4 separate regions of the Mus musculus genome follow, and regions 2, 3 and 4 are each linked to region 1. Evidence: chromatin contacts called from public Hi-C, HiChIP or PLAC-seq and promoter capture Hi-C data. All regions are on one chromosome and are shown on one strand. Each heading gives the region's core, a stretch centred on a gene start, on an enhancer-like site or on the middle of the called end of the contact. The rest is flanking DNA. Distances are from core to core; before and after follow the strand shown. Region 1 holds the start of Tsc22d1 (TSC22 domain family, member 1). Region 2 has its middle 27 kb from the start of Gpalpp1. Region 3 holds the start of 4930431P22Rik (RIKEN cDNA 4930431P22 gene). Region 4 holds the start of Gtf2f2 (general transcription factor IIF, polypeptide 2).

Region 1 (3,479 bases), core at 236-2,735:
TTAACTGTTGGTTGCTGCTGCTGCTGCTGCTGCTGCTGACTGGAAACCACTCCCACAGTGATACCTGCAGCTGCATTAAGGACACTGTTAGCAACAGGAGAGGAAGAAACGGTACCATTGCCCATGCCACTCAAGATACTCGAATTAACAACACTGGTAACTCCAGGCCCACCACTTATGCTAGCAGCATTAGGGATATTGCTTGTATTTATATTAGCATTACCATGCACGCTGTTCGTCACACTGGGACTGAAACTACCCACAGCAGCAATGTTAACATTATTCGTAGCGCTCGTGCCAGTAACCGAATTTATACCTAGGCTTCCTGTAGTACTTGGAGTACGGATGTTCGTCATCACTGATGCTGGTAAGCCACTCGATGGTACTGCAGGAGGAGGTGCGACTGGCACACCACCATCAGAACTTCCAGTTGTAGAGAGTTTCCTGGACACTGGGCTCGAGGGTGGCCCTCCGGGAATGGATGGACCGGCCACAGCAGCATGTGATGAATGATGGTGCCCATGGTGAAGGTGGTGCCCATGATGAGGGTGATGGTGATGATGGAGGTGGTGGGGATGGGCATTCCCATTGATCACAACGTTCTGTTGTGGAAGGTGAGGCAAATGAGGCTGAGGAAGGTGGGGCTGGTTAGGAGAGACTGCCCCAGGTGTCTCAGCTTCCTGGAAGTTATTCAGAGTCTCCTCTGAGGAGCTTCGTTCAGGCTCACCTAAGTCAGTGGCCCTGGAAAGGGAGACGTCGAGGATCTCGGAAGAGGAGAGATCTTCCGTGTGCGACTCATCCAGATCGTCGTAGCTCTCGGTGTCCTCCGCGATGCTGTTGTTGGAGCTGATGCTGGCAGAGATCTGAGCCGGAGTAACGCTAGTTATCTGGAAGCCACTTTTCTTTTTCATCTGAGTTCCGCCTGGCGCAAGAGGCTGTCCCTGCAGCTGAGCCTGCGAGAGGAGGTTCAGGCTTTGTGGAGGCGGAGGCTGGGGTCCCTGCGTGGAAGATGCAGCAGGAGGCGGCGGCTGGAGCAGCGAAGGAGGAGGAAAATCTTCAGAAGATGGAGCAGCACCACTGACGCCCGTACCTGCTGCATTGAGAGCAGAGGCGCTGCCACCACCGCTGCCCCTTCGAGGGAACATTGCCGGGTGCGCCATCTTCCTAGCACTAATGTCTGCAGCAGCGGCCGCCGCGGCGGTGGACTCCGGCGGCTGGTGCATTGTGCTGGGTACCGGGGGGCGGAGGAGGCAAGTGCAATTTCCTTCTGCACCGTAATCTTTGTATGGAGAAGCCGGAGAGACGAACAGGACCTGAAGCTCCGCCCGACGCGATCCCTCCTCCTCCTCCTCCTCTGCCGAAGGCGCCGGCTGCTCGTGCCTTCGAGGGCTAACTTCGGGAAGGGAGGATGAACCGGGTGAACCAGGTGGCTGGGGAACCGAAGGGGGACCCCTTCAGTCCTTCGCCATTCACTTCCCCCTCCAGTCACACACCCCCCTTTATATTCCGCTTCACGTGGGGTGCGGGGCGGGAGGGAGGGGAGCCCAGGAGGGGGCGGGGGAGGCGAGGAGAAGCGAGAAATGCCCACCTTCTTTGGCCAACTCCGGAGCCAGCTCAACCCCCTCCTCCCGCGGCGACGGCCGCTGCAAAAGCCCCTCCGCTCGTCCTGCACCGAGGCAGCGCGGAGCGAGCGGTCGCCCCGGCCCTCGCCACCCCCGGCGCCGCGGCCGCCGGCGAGCCCTGAGCTCAGCGTCGCTCCAACCTCCCCTGCCGGCGCGGCCGGCCCCGCTCGGGCCTCCCCCCACGGCCCGCGGCCCCTCTCAAACCCCCTGGGCTCGCGACGGCTGCTCCGGGAGGAAAGGCTGGCCGCGGCTGGGGCCCGGGCGGCGCGGCTGCGAGCGGGGCGGTGGCGGGGCGCCCGGTACGGTGAGCCCAGCAACGAGGCGCGGGCGGGCGCGCAGAGACGCCGGATCCTCGCGGAGCGCGGCCGGGGCGCGGCGGCGGCGGCGGTGGCGGCAGCAGCAGCGGGAGCCCAGGGACCGCTCCATCACTGGCAGCCATGGAGCCCGAGCATTTTCCTCCCTCGGGGCAGGCGCTCGGCTCGCCACACGTCCTCGGAGAGGAAGGGCGCCGGCGCCCGGGCTGCTCCGGCGGGCGGCGGGACGTGCGCGGGAGCGGAGGGGCGAGCTCGCGTCCTCTTCTCGGCCCGCCGGCTGGTTCGGCACCGAGCTGCTCCCGCGACCGGGAGGGAGGGAGAGAGGGAGGGAGGGGGCCGCGGGCGGCGGTGGCTCCTTTTCGCGGCGGTGGCGGCCAGACGGGGCTGGTGCAGCGGCTGCAGCCGACGCCGTTCAAAGAAATGAGAGGTGGGGTTGGTCGGTGGCGGCGCGGGGCGGGGGAGTGGGAGGGCGTCGGGCGAGGAGGGGGCTGTGATGGTTGTTACTAGTGCTCTTCTCGGGCTGCTCCGTATCCCCTGGTCTCTCGCGGCATCAAGAGAGGAGGGACCAGCGCCCCAGCGCGAGAGGAGGAGGGTCGAGCTCTGACCGAGGAGAAGGAGGAGGAGGAGGTGGCAGGGGGGAGGGGTCGTGGAGGAGAGGAGGGAAGATGGCGTCTGCGCGTGCGCGCCGGCGCTGCAGACATAAAGCCGGGTCTGACCAGGGGAGGTGGCCTGTCTTCGGTCCGCGCCGAGCTCTCGGCTCCGTCTCCCACGGAAATTACCGAAGGCCGGCGGAGTCGCCGACGCCGGAGGGCGGTGGGGGGTGGGGCACTCGGGCGCGCGAGCGAGCGAATCCGGGTCGCGTGGAGAGGCTGGGGTGGGGCTGGGAGGGGGGGGGGGAACCACGCCGCGCGCGTGCGCGCAGGTTAGGCGTGTCCGCTGCTGTCTCCCACGCGGACCCCGGCGGCGAGGCGGGTGCGGAGCGCTAGGTCTCGGGTGTGCGCGCCCTGGGGCGGTGGCTCCCCCGCCCCGGCCTGCGGAACGGGTAATGAGGCTTTTCTCCTCAGCAACAGCAGCATCACGAGTTGCAGCTCCCAGGAGCCCTCCGCTGCTGCCACGACATGAGTCAGGCTTTCTTCCTCGGCGCGTGGCGGAACCCTCCTCCTCCTCCTTCTCCAAGCAGCAACCTGGCCTCCCCCTCGACCCGCACCGCCCTCGCCCCTTCCGGGGATGCCCCGATAGAATCGGGTGTCTTCCCCCACAGCAGTGGTACCTTTTGTGCAGAGCGGTGGTAGTTGCCACGCGGTCCCTCGCCCTTCGACGGGCAGGGTCGAGACTGCTAGCATGTGGCACGGATGTTTGCAGGGAATCTCCCAAGCCCCTCCAAGGGAAGGCTCTTACAAAAGGGAGTGATCCTTGCTGTCCTTCCTTATCGGGTGGGAAGAAGCTAGCCGGCCCTGCCAGCTAACCAACCAACAGGTGGAGCTTCCCTCCAGCCATTTATTGTCTTTGTGTCCTTGCTGTGGCCCTTAGAGAGGTAAAAGGT
Region 2 (2,999 bases), core at 60-2,559, 330 kb after region 1:
CTGGTGTTTGGTGCTGTCCAGGAGATGGACTGTGTCTAAAATGCCTGCTCGTCCCCTCCTCGTTCACCGCCCTCAAACCCCTAACATCAAGAAGTACATCCATCTACCACAAACAGGGACGATGGAGAGTAAGGCCATCGCAGTTAGCTCACCACAGCCTGCTGTCGTTTATAAATCACACCGCAATTCAAAAGGATATATTTAGACTTTCCCCTCCACAAATAAGAAAATAATGAAAAAATAGGATTTCCAACTCCAACCCAGTCAGCAGCCAGAAAGCCCCAACCCCGAAATCAATCACATCTCTTACATAGAAGGGCAGTGGCTACAGCGGCCCTGGATACAGGTTAGTCAGGGTAGCAAACAGGCTGGACTTCACTCCTTCAAGCCCAAGACAGGATGTAGTGTTAGCAACCCGAAGTTAGCTGTCAATCAGGGGTCAGGGTGACTTGGACTGGGTGTCCTTGGGTTCTCTCAGTGCTGTGTGTATTTCTTGACTCTGAACCATAGGATCCCTCAGAGGAAGGGAAGGCATGGTTCTCAGAACAATGGCGTATATTCATGGCAAACAAAATCTAGAGGAGGGAAAAGAGAAACCTACCGTTGGCAAAAGCCTAGCATGGAGTAGTTAGGCATGGCTTTTCAGTGGATTTGAGTAGAGGTCATTTTTAATTTACAGTTGTATTATCATTCGCAATTAAATAAGTTGCTATGGTGCTTCCAGCCTCTCAGACACAGCAGTTAGATCATTCGTAAATGTATGCTTTCAGAGCCAAGAAGGCGAGGGATTGTTCTTGCACAGGAAGCTGTTCCAAAGTGGATTTTGCTTATGTTCCTAGCAAACTACCAATCTCCAACGTGGGCAGTAACCGCAGTGATTTAAGTGTTAATGACACAAACTGTGCTTGTTCCAGAGCTCTGGGGTTTCTGTTAGAATTTGGGAGAAGGTTCTGGGGTCATTTAAACCAACTCAGTAATTAACTACAGCCAAAAATCTAGCAGCATACTGAGAGGAAGAGGAAAAAACACAAGGAAAGAATGGCCTGTTGAAGCCTCCCCCGGAAACTGTTTCCACTCTAGACAAATGTCTAGGAAAGAACACTAAGTCAGCTCCTGTTGCCGTGTATTTATCGAGCCTATACAATATGTAAAGTGCTGATCTGAGAATACAAAAATACATAAGACATGACCTTTAACTCACCAGTCTAGTGGGGCAGACAATATGCAGAACCAACTAGTGCTATCTGTTGAGCACATGCCAGAGGTGTGTACATGTACTGATTGTGATCGTAGGGCATGCCTGGGCATGAGCTGAGAAGAAAGGGCTACAGTGAATCTCAGTGGATGCTGTTGCTGGTGTGTGGGCATTGAAGAGTGAAAGAGACCAGCTAGAAAGGAAGAGCCAATGCAGGGGGTTCAGCCTGTGGAGCTGAGGGTCAGCAGTCAGCAATGTTGCAGAGAAGACAGCCTGGATAGGAGGAGGGACAAGGGAAGCTGGCTCTGTGAGTTAAGTGTTTGAGGGTTACACATTTGAACCTGAATTTGAAGTACAGAGATACAAATCTGTATGTAACCCTGCCCCCGGGAGCAGATGGAGACTGGCAGACCTAGAGCAGTGGTTCTCAACCTGGGGGTCACGCAGGCTAGATAATTTGCACTGCAGTTTATAACGGTAGCAAAATCACAACTATGGAGTAGCAAAGAAATAATTGTATGGCTGGTGGTCATCACAGCACGAGGAACTGTATTAAAGGGGTGCAGCATTGTGAAGGCTGAGAACTACTGTCCCAGAGGATTATGAAGGCTGAGAACTCCGTGAGAGACCCTGGGGCTGGATAGATTGCTTAGCAGAGGATTTAGGTTTGGTTCCCAGCACCAAAATCAGACAGCTCATGATGCAGGCACCGACACTTACACATAAAATAAGGCATGGTAGTGGAGGAAGGCACCCAGCATTAGCTCTGACACACACAACATCTGATACTAGAAACCAGGAGCCAAAAATGGTTACTAGCCTTGGTAAGTCTGTGAATATAGAGTCACAAAGTTAGGGGAAGTATGCCTGACATATATAAGTAGAAATTCTGTTAACTGGACTGTTGGGGGAACTCTCATCAAATGCATAGATTAATCCTTCTCAAAAAGACACATTAGCCAGGGCCCACCGGTGAGAAAACTCAGTGGGTACAGATGCTTGTCTTCAAGCCTGAAAACCTGAGTTCAGTCCCTGGAACCCACACAGTAGAAGGAGAGAGCAGATGATTCCTATAGGTTGTTCCCAGGCGCATGCACACACACACACACACACACACACACACACACACAAAAGGGGGGGGAGGAGAGGGAGAGCTCAAATTTTACACGTCTATTTTTTCTAATCTACAGAATCTTAACCACAAACACCAGATAACCTTCATTCTACCTAGATAAGCATCAGAGTGCACTTGCGGAGAGTATAAGCTGGGGCTTCAAGGTTCAGGATAAGCACCGAAGGCCAGAGAGAGAAAACTGCACAAAGACAAGCAGAGAGCTACGTTAGTGGTCCTAGAATGGCTTAGATGCCATGACAGAGGATGTCTGTTGCTGATGCAACCAATCCAAGGCAAGAATCTACAGATTCTGGTTGGGGAGCCAGAAGAAGAATAGCGATTCCAGGCTAGACGGGGAAGAGCCCGACAGGAGACTAACAAACTGGGAGAGACACTACATATGAGACTAGTCTATATGAGACTAGTCTACCGTACATTAATCATATACAATGACAGATTTCATTTTGACATTGTCATCCGTGTATCTGATGCAGTTTGATTAAATTCACCCAGTCATCCCTCGTACTGCTGCTGATCCATTTCCTCTCAACAAGTCTCTACTGTTTCTTTCTTTTTGGTGACCCAGTGAATTTAATTAAGGTTGCTTCCGTGAGCATGGGTGAGGAGTTAGGTGCAGAAACATAAGCAACTTCCCATTGGCTACACCATTAAAAGAAATGTTTCCCCTTT
Region 3 (3,512 bases), core at 124-2,623, 340 kb before region 1:
CTCACCGTTTCCTCCATCTCTTCCCTCGCAAGCAGATCTGATTGGCTCTGTTTCTTTTACTTTATAGGCTCCTGTTTTCCTGTGGGCTGGATATGCTCCCATCTGACAGGCACGTTACCCCTTGTGCTTACATTGTTTTAACCATTACCTGGCTCTTGATAGTCTCTGATTTTGGAGTTCTACCACCCATTCCCTCCCCTGTCCCTGAACTATATATACCCTTGACTCCTGAACATGGAGGTTGACAATTAGTGGAGATCAAGCTTCACAAGTGGAGTGTAAAATGTCCACTTTATTCGTTTGCTTTTTTAAAAAATGGCATTTATCAGCTAAATCAAAATACTTGCACATCCAAATAGCCACTGTAATTAGGCTCTATTAAAATAGCTGCCTCCAAAGAACAGAGATCGTTGGTGTCACCCGTTCTGGCACCTGACTGGACCGTCTTTCCCAAGGCCTTCTGTTCTGCTGTATGCTGGTGTGTAGCTCATCAAAGGAGACGTGAGCGTCAGGGCTGCTTTTCACCCTGCTATTCCAAGCGAGGACTACGTAGGTGTCACAAATGAAGCTCACACGGAAGCAGAATAGGACACTAGTGGCACAGCCACGTGTCTCTGCCTCCCTGTAATGCAGCCTGGCTGGCATCGGCCTTCCGCCAACCCCTTTGCTGCCCCTATCCACCCACGAGCTCTTGTTGGGTCAGAAATGAGATTCTTTGACAGTGCCTGCCTGCCAGACAGACAGCCGATGCTGGGATGTAGAAAGCAAAAGCAAAAGCTGCTTTCTAAATTAAGCCTGGGCTCATTTATAAAAATAAATAGCCACAGCCTAGCAACGTGCTCGCAGCTTAGCTTTCTTCTGTTATGAAACCGCCATGGCTGGGGCCCAGGATGACAGAGTCAGAACAGGACCCCCACACCCTGACTCCTCCCATGTGTAGTAGTCATCCTGGGGAGTGCTGACAGTGGCCCTTGGAGAGCCTTGCTCTTCATTCAGGGTCAATCTAAGGCCAGGCTCCAAGGGCAGAGGGGATTCAAAGCCTCCCAAATATAATGAGTGCCCCCCCCCCCCCCGCTGCCATGAGTGCATGGACTACACTGTCAGTAATAACTATTATCGTCTTCGAACCTTCTCTCTGTCTTATGTCAACAGAACCTCCAGTGATGAGTTCTGCTTGAAAGAAGGACTATGAGAGAAAATAGTGGATGATCTTTTGATCGTAGTCTTGCTGGGACACTCAGAAGTAGAGCCCACAAGACCCTTGGAGACTCATGGGACATGTGGCAGCGTGGTATGAAGGATCTGTTCCTGCCATCAGCTCTCTCAAGCTTTGAAATGACATGTCAAGTCAGAGTGATCCAAGGACTATGGCCACCTATTCTGTGTTGCTAGGATCAGAATGACGGAGCTTCTGGGATATTCTATATGGTCCCTAGTAACCAGAGAATGCCCAAGGTAGCATGTCAAAATGAGTTCAGAGTTGGGTCCCTCCATTACAGTACTAAACAGAGCAGAGATTGGCCTAGAATGTTCTTCAAAAGTCGGTCTTCTTCTAACCTGGCTTAGTCAGAAACAATGGTCAGTAATAAGAAAGTTCTTGCCATAACCAAATATGTGAGAATATATTATTTAACAGGTTTGTTTTTGGAATAATAACATGCATGTGGGAAAAACTAAACAGCAATAAAAAACATAGTATAATAACATCCAGATTCATCTCACAGTGTGCAGTAGATTCCATAGACTCTGTGACAGTTCCCATCTCAGCCACCCAGACTACCAAAGCTTGGGGTCTGAAGTCTGGGCGGAAAAACATGATGAGGATTCAGCCCTAAGAGAATCAGCAAACTGAACAGACTCCCCCTAATCTATAGTGACAGCTCCCTGATGGTGCATAGTGATGCCTCTCTAGAGCAGGAAAACCACAGCAGCAACTCTGCAGGCTACACTCCAACCTGGTGAGACCAGAATGCTAATCGTCCCAACCCAGGTCTCCCGTGTCTGACATGGCTGCTCTGTGACAAGACCCCACTGAGAAGTTGTGTTGGATGTGGTTGCCTAAACAAGGCCAACAAGCTGACACCAGTTGATATACCCCTGAGAGATCATACGACACTAATTGGTCAGCCCTAGACACTCAGGTCTATGACCTTACCTTCTTGCAAACTCAGAACTGATCCACCAGACAGGAGCAATCGAAACTGTGCTTCTGCGTCTGTACTGTATGAGGATCCAACCAACACTACGATGCTCTTCCCTGTCTCTGAGCTCTTTCTACATATCAGCGTCTTGCCTTATGGTGAGTTTGCTTCTGGTGTGAGAAGTGGGACTTCTTTGGCAAAAACTTTGAGGATAGTTTCTGCCTATCAGTGCTTTAGTTTTTGGTCCATCTGAATCACAAGCCTAGATTGTGTGGTGACCTCTGACCAATTAATTCCATAGCTTTGTATGCCAAAGACTTCCAACATTGGTTTCCATAACTATTTCTCTCCCTATCTAATCCCTAGAAAGATCTGGGATTCTAGAATTCCTGAGAAACTCATGTAGTCTCAACCTTTCACTTTGAGGATGGAGACCCAGAGACAGGCAGAGCCAGGTACTTGTTGTGCAAGGGCATCTGCTTAGTTTCACCCACCCTGCCCTAACTTCTTACAGCCTAACAGTGCTTTGACAGTGATTTTCCTAGGGCAACAGTTCAAATTCCACCCTTCTGGAACTTGGAGACCCATTTTCTTCTGGACAGCATACCTCTCTGGCCTTTGGACTTCAGCACACACCACAAGCAGCCCAGATCCTCAGCCTCCAGTACACGCACCAGGAGCTCCCTAGATTCTCTGCTTCCAGCAAATGTACCAGAAGCCACCCCAATCCTTTGGCTTTAGACTGAATTACATGAGCAGCTTTCCTGGTTCTCTAGTGGTGTGAGTGGGATTGTTTGCTTTCATATCTACTTACCCACATGAAGTCAAAGGTCTCTCCTGTTCCATTATTCTCTATATAACCCAGCCTTATGAGGAAGAGTTTTTCATTTTGTGCAAAAAGATTAATCCTGCCTATACAAGACCTTTTGCAACAACCATCCTAGTTTGACCAGGCCCCACAGGGTTACAGGGAAACAGGACTTTAGATGCCATAACTAGACATTTCCTAGGCAGGCAGGTAAGTTGGTCACCCTGGTGGGTTTCATGTCCCTTTCCTAAGGACCTTTCCACACAAATAACAAACCATAGAGCACATGAATTGAAACCAAAATAGCATCAAATCGATAGGATTGGGAAGATAACTGGAATGGATATTAAGCAATGTGTCTTAAATGAAAAGATCCATGAATAAGATGGGAAAACAAGGTGATCAACAAGGAAAAATAGCCTTTCTATCAAGGGATTTGTGTAAAGACATGCCACCCAACCAGACGGCCTGAGTTTGATCTCTAGGTCCCATATGGTGGAGAGATTAAAGTGACTCGAACAACGTATCTTCAGACTACCACATTTGTAACACACACACACACA
Region 4 (3,512 bases), core at 604-3,103, 400 kb after region 1:
TGTGTATGTTCAATGTAAATACTTTATCTTTAAAGCCATTCCTGGGGTGTGCCAGGCTCCTTTGTGTTCTTCTCACATATACTTGAACCAAGACTAAAGCACTTCTCATAGGCTCACCTTTTAACACTTTAGGCCTGTTTCCAAGCTGTTATAAGAGAATGCAACTTTTCTTTCCAATGAGTGCCTGGTCTTTTCCATCACATTAGTTTTGCCAGCAGATCTCAGAGACCTGACAGTTTTCCCAGCCCTTATGCTGCACAGATATAGACTCTCTGCAGTTTTGTGCATAGCTCTGGTGTGTGATTCAATAAATTACTTGCCATTCTTCCAATACCTTACTGCTTGTTTCTCTTCAGCAAATGTTCATTCAACCAAAGCCTACTGACATCCCACAGTATGTCAAACACTGTGCTGGGTGCTGTGCATATAAAATGAATAAAACACTATTTTGTATTTGTCCATTCTGCTTCAGCAAATCTGGGGCAAAAACAGTACTTTTGTCTAGGAGTTCAGTCAGTAGTGTAGAAAACAAAGATAAACACGCCTCTCATGGTACAGCGTTAAGCATCACACACTATCATATGGGGAAACAGAACTTTATCTAGGGGGACTCTCTTTTCTGTGTGGTCTTTATTTCATTTCCACTTGTCTGTGTTTATAAGTAGAAGTTTGCCAAAGGACAGGGCCAGTGTAAAGATCAGGGAAAGCAGGGCATCTAAGGCACAGGAATTGGTTTGAAAGAGGCTCTGAAATGGTAAGAGGAAGGTCCTGGAGTCTTCAAGCAGGTGGATGGGCTTGGTGTGGAATCCTGTGTGGAACAGAGAGTATAGGAAGGATCAAACCCAAAGGACTCAGTTGAAGCACAGGGTAGAATTTCATTCCAAAGGCAAGTGGGGGAGGAAATTACCAAATGAAGACTCAGGAGCTAGAAGCTGCGGTGAAAGCCTGCTAACTCTGAGAGGCAGAAAAAGTACTCAGCTGACCTTCCCACTCCACCGACTTCTCAGAAGGAAAAGCCCCTTCTCCTTCATGCACTCTTAAATACCCTTCACCTCAAACTCTCTCCTTTCTCTTGCTCATGTTCACTCTCTTGTCAGCTGGCTACTTGCTCTGCCGCCTGATCTAGGGTTGACTTTATTTAGCTCTTGGATTAATGTGCGCGCTAGGTAGGGGTGAGCCAGGCTACCTATACTTGTTTACAGTAAACAGAAAGTTCTAGGATCAAAGGCTGAGCCACAGTTATTAACAGATTCTTCCAGTTCACAATCTCAGGGCTCATAATGTGATCCAATATCCTGCAACCGGAAACTGTTTAAGCAGGGCAGTTGGATAATCAGATCTGTTTCTTACATGGTGGGTCTTACCAACTCAATTAGATGGCATTCAGGTTTCGGCGTCTGAAAGAGTGTATGCTGCTTGCACGGTGTGAATTGATTTTTATGCCTCGAAAAGGCATGTGTCCAGCATACTCACTTGTACTCTAGTGCCCACTTGTGCCAATGTTAATTGGGCCAAGAAAGTGACTTTTTTTACCCCCAAGTCTGTCCTTAAAATGCCTAGCTTCTTTATCTAGGGTTGGGTATAAATACACACAGCTTTTGTCTGTCTAAACCTTAATCTTTCCACTTTGTCACCTTTGCTGTAAACGCACGGTTCAGGATTAGGCTCTTCCTTTCCCAGCACTCGAATCCCAAGATTGCACGTTGCCGGGAGTCACGCCCATCTAGGAAATTGCCGGAGCAGGAAGTTTGTCCCTCTCGGCGCGCTGTCCTGACGTAGTCGTGCGCAGGCGCAGTTCTTCATTCGGCGGCGTGTTCTTCTCATCTAAGTTCCTGGTTCCCGGGCTGTGTGCGACGCCGGCTTTTCGCGGTCTACTTACTCCCTTGGCCGGCTCTGGACTGTCGCTCTCTGCCTTTCAGCGCCGGGACCACTGCTTGTGCGCGCACTGCACGCCTCCTCACGCGACAAGCTCATGGCGGAGCGCGGGGAACTCGATCTGACGGGCGCCAAACAGAACACCGGCGTGTGGCTGGTCAAGGTGAGTGAGACGCGAGCCCCGCGGGGCGCTTCCGAAAGTTCTGGGTCCGTCTTGCTCGGGCCACCGCTGTTCTGAGAAGCGGGTCGCTGTTGCGTCCGTTTGCAGGTTGGAGAAGTTACTTTAGGGGACACAGGGCGTCTTTCAGGCCGTCTCTCAATTTCATCCGCCCACCATGGAACTAACTCTCTTTACCGCCAAGACCTGGCCTTCCTGGAGTCCTGACCCGGTGGTCCCCGAGTGGGCAGTACATTTACCCCAGGTCGGAAAAGTCCTTGCGGTTTTCTTTTTGGTAAGGTTAACTTTAGTTATGAACGTGTATAAATTACTTGAATAGATATTCCGTACAGTTTTCTGGACCACAAAGTGGAGCTGGTCCCTGTGTACTCTGTTGTTTTGAAACAATCTCTCTGTGTAGACTTGGCTAGCCTGGAACTCGCCATGTAGACTCCTGTCGCTTTACACGGCTAGTGTTGCCTGGGTTGGTAATTCAATTGGAGCCTTCGAAAGACCTAGAAGTTCTGAATTCAAAGAGAAGTTGTTGACTTCGTGTTTTTAAAGAGCGAGTTTAGGATTCATGAAACCAACCAGCAGTAAATGTTTTAAGTGGTCATGCGGCAGACCTCGTTTGCCCCAGTGGTCGCCATCTATTCGGGTCACTTTTTTTTATATGGGGTGGGAGGCTCTGTGGGGAATCTCATTCTGAAAAACCATATTTAAATGGGATCATGAAAGTTTCCCAAACTTGTTTTTTAAATGGTTTATCTTTGTAATGAGTGTTTTAAGTCCATGGCTGAGTTCTCATCAAGACAAAGTGTTTCTTCCTGTCCTTTTCTCTGAAACAGCTCTCGTCGTTTGCCAGCACAGCAGACTATGTTAAGTTCTTCAAACCCCTGAACAGTTTCTAGTGCTCCTTTGTACCTGTCTGTATCTATTGTTGATGCCCCTACCCCCAAGTCACTTTCTTTGCACTTTGATTAGTGTTTGGCACATATTACTTTTCCAATATGTGATGAATATAAGAAATTGAAAAGGCACACGCCTTTAATTCCAGCACTCGGGAGGGAGAGGCAGGTGAGTGAGTTCCAGGACAGCCAGAGCTATACAGAGAAACCCTGTCTCGAAAAACCAAAAAGAAAAAGAAAAGGCTGTATGTCAAAGAGACACAAACTAAAGTGGGTAGGAGTTAGTCCTGTCAGTTTCATCGGCGGGCGATTAATGAAACACACCTCTGGGTGTTTCTGGTGCTGTTTCTGGAGGCAAAGTAGGTCACAGGGCTATGATCTAATTAAGGGATTAGTTACTCTGTTGGTGGATTTATAATGTGACTTCTCTGGGAGGTAGTGAAAGGTAGTGGGGCGGGGCCTAGTTGGAAGAAGTAGATTCTGGCTGTATGTTCTTAGGGCTGCCCTGGCCCTCTCTGTATCTCCTCTATATCATGGCCACTGTGGAGTGAGCTGCAGCACTTTTCCTTGTT

The links. A called contact is a pair of places that touch in the nucleus more often than the background predicts. HiChIP or PLAC-seq counts read pairs in DNA pulled down with a chosen protein or histone mark. Capture Hi-C pulls out chosen DNA fragments and counts their contacts.
Region 2: a contact with region 1 is called in an H3K27ac HiChIP or PLAC-seq map of embryonic stem cells, with 13 read pairs. The contact joins the enhancer-like site here to the promoter of Tsc22d1 in region 1. A contact is called at or near these places in 2 of 484 Hi-C or Micro-C datasets (both in embryonic stem cells), 7 of 115 datasets of contacts at active chromatin or transcription factors (bone marrow-derived macrophages, craniofacial prominence, embryonic basal ganglia and 3 more) and 2 of 9 other capture datasets (embryonic stem cells and liver).
Region 3: a Hi-C map of cerebral cortex shows a contact between it and region 1, with 4 times the contacts expected there. The contact joins the promoter of 4930431P22Rik here to the promoter of Tsc22d1 in region 1. A contact is called at or near these places in 1 of 484 Hi-C or Micro-C datasets (cerebral cortex), 1 of 115 datasets of contacts at active chromatin or transcription factors (pancreatic cancer cells) and 2 of 9 other capture datasets (adipose tissue and liver).
Region 4: a promoter capture Hi-C map of adipose tissue shows a contact between it and region 1. The contact joins the promoter of Gtf2f2 here to the promoter of Tsc22d1 in region 1. A contact is called at or near these places in 1 of 39 promoter capture datasets (cranial neural crest), 2 of 484 Hi-C or Micro-C datasets (CD4 T cells and embryonic stem cells), 2 of 115 datasets of contacts at active chromatin or transcription factors (embryonic stem cells and memory CD8 T cells) and 2 of 9 other capture datasets (adipose tissue and liver).

What each region holds. Positions count from the first base shown.
Region 1 is chr14:76,413,827-76,417,305 of GRCm38.p6, reverse strand. Tsc22d1 (TSC22 domain family, member 1) reads right to left here and starts at 1,485. Exons shown (of 3, transcript NM_207652.3): 1 at 1-1,485. The coding sequence starts at 1,223.
Region 2 is chr14:76,082,666-76,085,664 of GRCm38.p6, reverse strand. No RefSeq gene overlaps it. Among named protein-coding and RNA genes, the nearest start is that of Gpalpp1, 27 kb to the left of the region's middle. Within about 2 kb of position 1,309, at least 36 of the 459 cell types and tissues checked have an H3K27ac peak or open chromatin away from gene starts, as enhancers often do. A contact at or near this core is called in embryonic stem cells, where this site is marked.
Region 3 is chr14:76,757,992-76,761,503 of GRCm38.p6, reverse strand. 4930431P22Rik (RIKEN cDNA 4930431P22 gene) reads right to left here and starts at 1,373. Exons shown (of 2, transcript NR_153763.1): 1 at 1,129-1,373.
Region 4 is chr14:76,009,206-76,012,717 of GRCm38.p6, reverse strand. Gtf2f2 (general transcription factor IIF, polypeptide 2) reads left to right here and starts at 1,853. Exons shown (of 8, transcript NM_026816.3): 1 at 1,853-2,038. The coding sequence starts at 1,973. Gm36429 (a long non-coding RNA gene) reads right to left here and starts at 1,972. Exons shown (of 2, transcript XR_383601.2): 1 at 1,635-1,972; 2 at 606-808.